Linked DNA regions of Sus scrofa: regions 1 and 2 are each linked to region 3. The links are chromatin contacts, called in public HiChIP or PLAC-seq maps. All regions are on one chromosome and are shown on one strand. Each heading gives the region's core, a stretch centred on a gene start, on an enhancer-like site or on the middle of the called end of the contact. The rest is flanking DNA. Distances are from core to core; before and after follow the strand shown. Region 1 overlaps DOCK10 (dedicator of cytokinesis protein 10). Region 2 overlaps DOCK10 (dedicator of cytokinesis protein 10). Region 3 overlaps DOCK10 (dedicator of cytokinesis protein 10).

Region 1 (3,350 bases), core at 822-3,321, 110 kb after region 3:
GCTGATGGTTCTTCAGAATGCATCCTGCTCCATGTCACAAGGCACTGATGCAGTCACTTCAATTGGTAAGTGACCTTAAATTAGAAAATTATGGTCTACCGAGGGCTAAGAGGATGTGGCTTTTCATAGCAAATACCGTTTATGCAAAAATACAGCTGGCCCCAAGGAAGTGATTCCTGGTGAGTCTTCTGAAGCCATAAAAGTTATGTCCTATCATGTATAAAAAAAGCTCTAGGATCATTCAAATTATAAACACACACACACAATTACTAGCCTTTCATGTCATGTTTCAGTCCCATTGCTGTAGCTTCTATTGGTTTGTGTGTCTGTTTCTAAAAACACAAGGAAAGACTCATGACCTCTGGGGAATTCTTGGTGTCTGGAGATATATGTTGTTTCTTATAGTCGTTAATGGAATTGTACTTTCCATGTGTGGAAGAACAAAAGGTAAATCTTTTTTTTTTTTCTTTTTTTGGCTGCACCTGCAGCATATGGAAGTTCCCAGGCTAGGGGTCAAACAAGAGCTGCAGCTGAAGCCTATGCTGCAGCCACAGGAATACCAGATTCGAGTTGCATCTGCCACCTATGCTGCAGCTTGTGGCAACGCTGGATCCTTAACCCACTGAGGGAGGCCTGGGATGGAACCCGAATCCTCGTGGGGACTATGTCAGGTTCTTAACCAGCTGAGCCACAAGAGAACTCCCCAAGAGGCAAATGCTTTAACAGGGCAAGAAAAACCCACTTTATTCCCTCTCTCTCCTTTTTTCTTTTTCTTTATTGTGGTAAGAACTCTCAACATGAGGTCTACTCACCTAATCGACATTGAAGTGTGCAGTACAGTATTATTATCTATGGGCAGAGATACTTTGTATAGCAGATCTCAAGAACCTACTCAACTTACACAACTGAACTTCATACCCACTGACCAGCAACTTCTCTTTCCCGCTCCACCAGCCTACTTTTCTTTTTTTAAAAAAGCAGACTTACTTTTTAAGAGCAACCAAGCCCACTTTTCAATGGTTTTGTCTTGAGCATTTCCTGTCCACAACTCATGGAAAAGAAACATAGTGCCCACCCCATTTGGAGGCCAACAGAATTTCAACACATTCGCAATGCCTAGAAGGTGTCCTCAGTAAGAGCAGGAAGAGGAAGAAGAAGGGCTTGAGAATGATGAGTCCATCGGCCAGCCATGGCCTTTGGAGAAAGATGCTTTACAACAGTGCTCTAGCTCCTCCTAGAAAGAAATGCCATTGCTAGAAAGTGGTGTGTTAACCTGGCGTTGAAGGAGTTAACCTATGTTTAGAGCTGGTTAGTGTCAACAGTGGGGAGTCAAAGAGTATTACAGGCAGTGATAGCTTATCAGTATTTTGAAATGATTAGCTTTAAAGTGATTGGTTGGCTAATAATAGCAGACATAATAGTAGTAGTTTTGGTGATTTTTCAGGGTATGTGTATTTACCAACAAGTACACAGGAGGCAAGAGCAGGTGCTGGGACTTTGGTAAACCATGAGCAGGCTTATTAGAGGTGTGCCACTGTATACCAGAGTGCCTAAAATCAAGTTTTATTTAAAGTACCATGAGGGGCAGTTTATTCCGCCAGGAGAGTTAGACATGGTTTCTTTTTCTTTCTTTTCTTTCCTTTTTTTTTTTTTGGTCTTTTTTGCCTTTTCTAGGGCCGATCCCAGGGCATATGGAGGTTCCTAGGCTAGGGGTCTAATCGGAGCTGTAGCCGCCATCCTACACCAGGGCCACAGCAATGCCAGATCCAAGCCGCATCTGCAACCTACACCACAGCTCACGGCAATGCCAGATCCTTAACCCACTGAGCAAGGCCAGGGATTGAACCCGCAACCTCATAGATCCTAGTCGGATTCGTTAACCACTGAGCCACGACGGGAACTCCTAGATGTGGTTTCTTAGAAGCTAAAAGATTTGAGCTGGACCTTGAAGGATGGATACATAATGCCTGGGAAGGAAAGTGAAGAAAAATCTTTCAAACATGAAAGGCACCCTGCTCCTGCAGACAAACATGCTTCTCTGCCTGATGCTAAAATCTCTTCATATAAGCACCGCCCTCTGGTGTCCATTGTGAGAAGAGGCCTCAAGAGCAAACATTCATCCTCTTTGCTGCATTGTTGTGTAAGAATGACCAAATTGTCATCCTCAGTATCATTTCATCATAGTATCATTTCTTCAGATCTCATCCCTAAGTGGCATGAGGAATAAAAGCAGATACTAGCCAGGAATTGCAACCAGGAATTGCTACAACAGTACCAACGGCCACACACAAAGCTTCCTTGATGAGTTTATGCAGAAGCAAACCTGGTTCTTCTTAGAGCCCTTTATTGACAGACATGAACGAGAACTAGATCTATTAATTTCTCTGGCCTTAGTGGTTGATTATTTCTTTGGCCTCAGCTGTTCAGCTTTCTTTTAGAAGTGACTAGATTAAGATTCAGAAAGTGTTTTAGTGACTGCTCATCACAGTATGACAAGAGCCAGACACAGGCTCAGACAGACGAATGGATACATCCACAGAGGCAGAAGGACAGAAACCAGTACTCGACATCTCATCCCCCATGGCTCCCAGAAAGGGTCTGGAGTGTTGGCAGGTGCTCAGAACACACTGAAGAATCAGTATGAACCAGATCGGTGTTGCCTGCCCTGGGGTGGACAGGTAAGAACTGATGAAAGAGGGAGAAAACTTATAAGGGGACAAATGCCATCTCTAATAACGAATGGAAAGGAATTTCAGAAGGCTACAGTTTTGAGTTGGGAGTTCGGAATAAATACCCTCAAGGAGAGTTTGAGCTCCCTGGGGGGTGGGGTGGGCTTTCTTCCACCAGAAGAGGGATCTGAGGCGCAGAATTATCGCTGGCAGTGCAGTCCTCTCAATGAGAATCCGAGTAAAGACCCACAATCCTGAAGTCATGCTCTACTGATTTCACTGACTTCATTTTTAATCAAATGAATTGTTTGTTCAAAAAACGGCACATCCAAAGCCCAGAAATACTCTCCATTTATTTCAGTCTCAAATAAAAGGTTTTCTCTAATAGCAGTCCTCGTTCCAAATCTTATAGAGTGGAGTGGCTGGCATTTCACTAGCATCCTTGATCCCTCATGACCTTTCCTGGCTGCTAAAACTATGAGAAATATTGTTTCTTTAAAGCTCTATGATCTGCATGTATCCTGATAATAGAGGCTCCATGGCTTCCAAGCCACTTTGGGGAGAGAAGCCATGATTCTCACATGAAATGTTCAAAGGCATTATAACTTTATATCTTTTACATCACTTAAATCTTAATGTTTAAATGCAGTCCTACAACTGCCCCCCTCAGGTCTAATTTTA
Region 2 (3,538 bases), core at 416-2,915, 84 kb after region 3:
CTGTGTTGGTTTTAAAATATCAAGCATTTTAGATTTTGAATATTTTTTTCTTTGTCCATTATTTCTAAATATGTATTATTTGGAGAACTAGAAAATGCAAGATTATTTGGACAAGATGATACCAGAAGTAATTTGAATTTATAAGCCTTTGCCTCAAAGACTTGTATTGCTAATTACTAAGCCTCGATCCCATTCAATTAATTTTTATACCCATGGAGAAGCCATTCAATTCATTTGTCCATTTTCTGTGGCTTTGAGATTCAGCTCACAAGAAAAAAATAACTGATGGGTTCCCTGTGCTTTTAAACTCCACATTACATTCAACTATGGCAAACCATTTCAAATCACACTCCATTACACAAGCTTCCTATCCCAGGGGAATCTTCCATTAGTATGTTTAAAATTCAACCTCACTAAAGTGAAATAAGAACATTTACTCAGGATTTAGAATGTTTGGACGTCATTTCCTCTGCATGCATAAAGCTAAAACTGGGCAAAACATGTTAAACTCCCTTTGGTAATAACATTTTATTAAATTAGAATATTTATTGTAGAGTAAGAAGAGAGATTATTTGATTTCCCTTGAAGTAGGTCCCATAGTACAGTTCTCTCTGGTCCTGATTTTATTCATAGGACATAAATGTAAACAAATCTATGTTCCAAAGAGATGGCATTATTATTTTCATAAATAATTCATCTCCTTCATTTAGCCTTCTTCCTGATCCCTGGTTCTCAAAGAACGGGACCAGGAAGGGAGGATTACAGTGCCTAATCTACAGGACAGAACACAAATGCAGAGGTGTGCTGAAGGTCAAAAAGCTGATCAAGTAGCAGCATGACAATACCCTCAGAGACCCTCTCTTCTGGCCACACTCATGGTACCACGCTTTGGGGTAGATGCGGAACAAATGCACTAAAACTCTAGTGTAAACTGCCTCCCATCACTGATGAGTCAGTCACCCAATGGCTAATGAACTCTCATTGGTATAGTGAGCTACAGAGACTCTTTGGTACTTAAATTGGCCCCTTACCTGCAAGACTTTGTCCTGGTATAATGCGTACTACCTTACAAAACGATTCCATAAAAATAAACATTTTGGTGGTTCCAACAGACAGGACAGATGGAGTCTCTATTTCACAAACCCAGACAAATGAATCTGCACGTTTAGGTCATAGGGGCTTTTAAGTGTAAGACTTGAGACTCAGGACACTGGGCTTTCTGACTCCAAATGGCCATTGAATCACAACAGTTCGAAGACCCTCAGGTGAACAAAAGACATTCAGAAAAACCCCAAGTTCCTTTGTATCTAGTTAGGCAGAGAGTGAATACATTGCAAAAATCAACTAAGTTTGAAAAAAAAAAAGAGAGAGAGAGAGAAGTTTCCCTTTTGGCTGAGTCCACATCATTCACCAGCAAACTTTTCCTGTAAAGGGCCAGACTGTAAATATTTTAGGCTTTGTGGGCCATATATGGCCTCTGTTGCATAGTCTTCTTTTTCTTCCTTTTTTGTTTTGTTTTATAAAACTTTAAAACCGTGGAAACTGTTCTTAGTTCATCAGGCCTACAAAGACAGACCGTGGGCGGGATCTGACCCATCTACCACAGTGCATCAGAGCCCTGGACCTGGCAACCACCATGGGAAGATTTTTAATGCAGGTCTCAGGGAGTAACCGAGGTTCCCCAGTTCTGAAATAAGTGCACAGCCTTGACTCAGAAAAGAGAGTTCCCTCCCCAACTCACCACAAGTCAGGCTACCTTTATTTTCATCTATCTTCAACCAAAATTAAAGATAAAGCCAAGTTCGGCATGCTACAGACACGATATCCTTAGCGTTCACAAATTAAATTGTATGGTTTCTGCAGTTCCTGAATGGGAAAGGTGGTGTCTCCATAGCACCAGGGTGAGGGTTGGACTCCTTCTGGGCACAGTGGGTTGAGGGGATCTGGTGTTGCCACAGCTATTGCGTGGGTTGCAGCTGTGGCTCGGATCCGATCCCTGGCCCAGGAACTCCATATGTCACAAGGCAGTCAAAAATGAAGAATAAATAAATTTTATGGTTTCTAATATTTCAGAGACTCGTGGATTTTTAAAAATGCTTCTCTCTTAAGACCCTTAAATTGTGCATGAGAGTTTCTTATATAATGAGAGAGATTAGCAGCCTACCTAGCACTTGCTTCTTGCCTTCTTTTTGTTTGATTTCTATCCTCCATCAAGTAAATGGGTAAATATTCCTTTTTTTGGGGGGGGGAATAGGCCTGAAAATGGGGGCCAGCTTTTAGGGTTGATGATTAGCAAATGGCATCCAAAATCTATGGACGTTCCCCGGAAAAGAGCACATCTCCATAAATTAAATTAATATCTGAGGCTTTCAACAAAATGTGCAATAAAGGACATAAGACAAACAATTCAGAAAAATATTTCAGTTAATTCTCCTATCAGAGAAAAAACTTTTGAGGAAGAGATAAATGAGAACTTTGAAGGAATTTCATAATCTTATCCCAGTTAAACTTCACTGAATTTTAATAGGCTATTGTAATAGTCTCAGATGATAGTACTCATGTGTCCCTTGCAAAGGCCAAGAGCCTACAGTGATTTATTCTAATGTTTTCCTAGCCTCTCCACTGTAGACTGTGCAGCCAAACTATAATCAATGCCAGCCCAAAGCTGATCTCTGCATAAAGATTCAGAACCTAGACTCAGCAATGAGATTCTTTGGTACAATGACAACTTGAGTGCCAAAGCCTTTTGAAGAATGTCAACATTCAAACCCTTGTGTTTATTGTAGTAGCTTTCTCTATTCTTAACTTAGTCCTGGACATTTTAATGAAGAGTTAAGAAGGCAACTTTATCAACTGAGCTTTTCATATCACTGTTACTTACTTAAAAATTTCAATGATACTCAAATTTTAGTCTATCAAAGCAAATTGTGCTGGGCATCACTGGGCCAGCTTAGTACCTGCCTACTTGGGGTTTCCCATCTACCAGTGAGATTAAAAACATATATGCATAGTGAAGTAAATAAACAACTAAAAGTTCAATGAAATAGCTAAAAATATGATTAACTAGAAATGGACTGACAAACTGTATTATAAAAAATGAGAAGAGAGGTCATTTATTCATTCATCAATCACTTAATTGGTATTTGTTTCTCTACCAGGTATTAAATCTCCTCTGAAGACTGTTCCTTGGAACTCAGAACCATATATACAACTTTTTACTTGAAATTTCTCATCTATAGACCTAACAGGCATTTCAAACTTAACACGTCTTACAGCGAATTTAAACTCTCTTGCCAAATCTTCTCCTTCAGTCTTCCCTTTCTGAATGGGAACTCAATTCTCTAGTTGTTCAGTCAACAAACAAACAAAAAACCCCTAAACCAAAATACCATACATTTATTCTTCATTCCTCTCTTTCTCTCCTTCTTCATGTTCAATCTGTAAGCAACCTATACTCATTCTACTTTTAAAATATCTCTGAATCTGGCCACTTCTCACAACATCAGCAACTACCATCTAGGTCTTTTGCTGGGATCAT
Region 3 (3,412 bases), core at 817-3,316:
TGCTGTTGTTTGTTTGTTTTTGTTTTTTGGTTTGTTTTTTGCTATGGAGTTGTATGAGTTCTCCGTATATTTTGGATATTAACCCCTTATCAGATATTTGATTTGCAAATATTTTCTGCCATTCAATAGGCTGCTTTTCCATTTTGTTGATGATGTCCTTTGCTGTGCAGAAGCTTTTTAGTTTAATGTAGTCTCATTTGTTTATATTCGATTTTGTTGTCTTTGCTTCTGGAGTCAGATCCAAAAAAATCATTGCCAAAACCAGCGTCAAGGAGCTTACCATCTGTGTTTTTTTTCCAAGAGGTTTTATGGTTTTTGATCTTATATTCAAGTAATAAATCCATTTGAGTTAATTTTGTGTATAAGACAGTAGTCTAGTTTCATTTTTTTGTTTGTAGCTGTCCAGTTTTCCCAACACTTCTTTTTTTTTTTTTTTTTGCCACACCCATGGCATATGGAAGTTCCTGGGATGCGGATCAAAACCAAGCTGCAGCTGTAACTCATGCCATAGCTGTGGCAATGCTGGCTCCTTTAAGAGACTGCTCTGTGCAAGGGATGGTACATGAGCTCCAGCAGTGGTCTGAGCCGCTGCAGAAACAACACTGGATCCTTAACCCATTGTACCACAGTGGGAACTCCCAACACAGTTTATTGAAGACATTGTCATTTCCCCATTGTATTCTTGGTTCCTTTGTAATCATACTTTTTTTTTTTTTTTTACAACATTCTTGTCTCCCAAGAACACAAATTTCAGTGCTGATTTTTATTTCTAATGTGTGAAAGCTTTATATTTTACATTGTAGCCTGAAATAAAGTCTTTTTCCAGTACCTTCCTATGCACAGACACTAAAGTAAGGTTCTTAAGCGTCAATAATAACACAATTTTAAATTTAGACAAAAAATGAGGGAGATAAACACGCATCTTTTTTCACTTCTCCGTAATTGCAAGTTTTTATTTTACAGCCTCAGCAAACCATAAAAAGACATGATCATTTTAAATTGGTAGCAGACATAGGAGAATTCTTCTAATCCAGGAGGTATGAAAATGATTTACTTCTAATAGCCTCAGAAGGCCTAAGTAAATTATGTTTCCACTACTGACCTAAATATGTATTGTCTTTAGTAGAGAGTGCTTAGTTTTGTAAAATCATTAAAAAAAAAAAAAAACTTTCACTCTTCAATATTACAGTTTTCGTTTGTTCAGGGGATACGTGAGGATTATTCTAGAACCTCTGCTTTTCATTTTGAATGTACATATTTTATTCATTGCAGTTTCTTACTTAGTGGCAGTTTATTCTTCCCCTTCTTGGTATCGACTTCCACTTCCTTTAGTTAAAGTGAGGGCAATTCTCAATATATTGGTTACTTTTGCATTTCTTCTCACGAGATTTCTTCTCACGCTCTATGAGAATTCCAACTCAGCAGCAACCAGACCCTCTTCTGACTGAAGGTGCTTTCTCTATTGTTTTCATAGAGAAAGAATAAGGTAAATAAGGTAAATGCATTTATTTTTCCTTACGGCACTGCGAATACAGGAAAAGGTGAACAATGTTTGGGGATAAAGCCACTAAAGAACTCAACAGACCTGGAGTTCCCATCGTGGCGCAGTGGTTAACGAATCCGACTAGGAACCGTGAGGTTGCGGGTTCGATCCCTGCCCTTGCTCAGTGGGTTAACGATCTGGCGTTGCCGTGAGCTGTGGTGTAGGTTGCAGACGCATCTCGGATCTTGCGTTGCTGTGGCTCTGGTGTAGGCAGGCAGCTACAGCTCCGATTCGACCCCTAGCCTGGGAACCTCCATATGCCGCTGGAGCGGCCCAAGAAATGACAAAAAAAAAAAAAAAAAAAAAAAAAAGAAAAAAAAAGAAAAAAAAAAAAAAGAACTCAACAGACCTAAAGACGGTGGGGAGGCCCTGATGCAAAAGGGCAGCTACACACAGTTTTCTACACTCTCTCCCTTTATATGCAGGCTTCCAAGCACTTGGACACAGCTTCCAAGCTGTCACTGCTTCTCAGAACTATTTTCAGAAAGAGGAAGTCTTGATTTTAAAGGCTGCTTTGCTTTTCAGTTGCATCTACAAAAAGCGTGTGACTAATACCCAGTCATTCTGAACATAATCATGACTCACAGAGGCCTCTGGTGTGATGGGACCTTCCCAACGTGAAGCTACAGGGGGTTCGCTATGAGGAGGGACCTGAATCTGAAGGAATGCTCAGAAATTTGGCGAAAGTGGACATTCACTGTTTTGAATAAAGATCAGTTGTTTTGGAGGAGCGTTGCCTTGCTCTTCACAGTATGCAACTCCCAAAGAAAGGGCCTTTCTCCCTCTCAAAACAAACAAACAAACAAAAAAAGAAAAACCGAAAAAACCCCTCATTGCCACAGTCTCCTTCTCCATAGAGTAGAGCAGGTAATCTCTGAAAGAGGTAAACCAGATCATGCCACCTTCTAGGCTGCAATTTCCACAGGCTTCTGTTGCAATGAGAATAAAAATCCAAGCTCCTTTCCAGGGCCCACGAGGTCGGTCCCCTGTCTAGTTCCACGGTTTCATCAACCTTTCGTTTCAGCCTCGCAGATTGTCACTCTGCTCAAGGAACCCTTCTATTCCCACCTCATGGCCTTTGCCCTTGCTGCTTCCTCTGGAAACTTTTCCAGAAACTGCAATGCTGACAGCGACTAATCCTTCAGATCTGAGCTCAAAAATCACCTTCCCAGAGCTATTCCATAACTCCCCCCTTCACCTTCTGCAGTCAGGAGTTGATACTTCCAAGTATCCAAGTCCAAAAAAGATGTTTTTGAGGGCATGGGAACGCTTAGAAAGTGGTGCCCAAATCTGAACCACGTGTCCATTAAGAAGTTAGATGCAATGTGTATGATCTCAAAGTTTCGCTTGAGGAAATGTTAACAAAAATTTAACTTTTTACCATCCTAAGTGTTTTTCTGGATGATCTGCATCATTTTAGTTTGATGGACCATTTTAGTTTGTGTTGGGAGATTCTGGGTCATTGCAATTCTCTGATTTTAAACCACTCTGATCCCATACAGGATTATTACATTTTAAAAATTTCCACTCATTCGGTTTACTTATGCAGTAAGTATAATAAGTAGTTATTGTACACCTACTATGTGCCAGGCATTCTCTTAGGCATGCAGGGGATTCTGCAAGGAAGAATTCCTGTCCTTTGGATATTCTCACTTTTGTAGGAGACACAGACCCAGAATTAATGACTATTCTAGTTCAGGTAGTCTGTCAGGTGAGCACTCCCATGGAGGTGATATTTAAGGACAAAGTCACCTTCACCTAAAGATTCTATTTCCTCATAGTCCCCCCTGCCATCAGGTGTTTGTTTTTTTCCTTTTTGCTGTTCTTAGACATCTACCATCTCTGTAGAGGTTATTTTCATGCCTTTTG

What was found. HiChIP or PLAC-seq counts read pairs in DNA pulled down with a chosen protein or histone mark.
Region 1: a contact with region 3 is called in an H3K27ac HiChIP or PLAC-seq map of alveolar macrophages. The contact joins two enhancer-like sites. A contact is called at or near these places in 11 of 47 Hi-C or Micro-C datasets (alveolar macrophages, blood, embryonic fibroblasts and 5 more) and 1 of 2 datasets of contacts at active chromatin or transcription factors (alveolar macrophages).
Region 2: an H3K27ac HiChIP or PLAC-seq map of alveolar macrophages shows a contact between it and region 3. The contact joins two enhancer-like sites. A contact is called at or near these places in 2 of 47 Hi-C or Micro-C datasets (omental adipose tissue and subcutaneous adipose tissue) and 1 of 2 datasets of contacts at active chromatin or transcription factors (alveolar macrophages).

What each region holds. Positions count from the first base shown.
Region 1 is chr15:126,664,375-126,667,724 of Sscrofa11.1, forward strand. All of the region lies in intron 1 of DOCK10 (dedicator of cytokinesis protein 10), which reads right to left. Among named protein-coding and RNA genes, the nearest start is that of DOCK10, 46 kb to the right of the region's middle. Within about 2 kb of position 2,072, at least 4 of the 83 cell types and tissues checked have an H3K27ac peak or open chromatin away from gene starts, as enhancers often do. A contact at or near this core is called in alveolar macrophages, where this site is marked.
Region 2 is chr15:126,643,161-126,646,698 of Sscrofa11.1, forward strand. The region is part of intron 1 of DOCK10 (dedicator of cytokinesis protein 10); the gene reads right to left. Among named protein-coding and RNA genes, the nearest start is that of DOCK10, 67 kb to the right of the region's middle. Within about 2 kb of position 1,666, at least 2 of the 83 cell types and tissues checked have an H3K27ac peak or open chromatin away from gene starts, as enhancers often do. A contact at or near this core is called in alveolar macrophages, where this site is marked.
Region 3 is chr15:126,558,280-126,561,691 of Sscrofa11.1, forward strand. All of the region lies in intron 4 of DOCK10 (dedicator of cytokinesis protein 10), which reads right to left. Among named protein-coding and RNA genes, the nearest start is that of DOCK10, 150 kb to the right of the region's middle. Within about 2 kb of position 2,067, at least 16 of the 83 cell types and tissues checked have an H3K27ac peak or open chromatin away from gene starts, as enhancers often do. A contact at or near this core is called in alveolar macrophages, where this site is marked.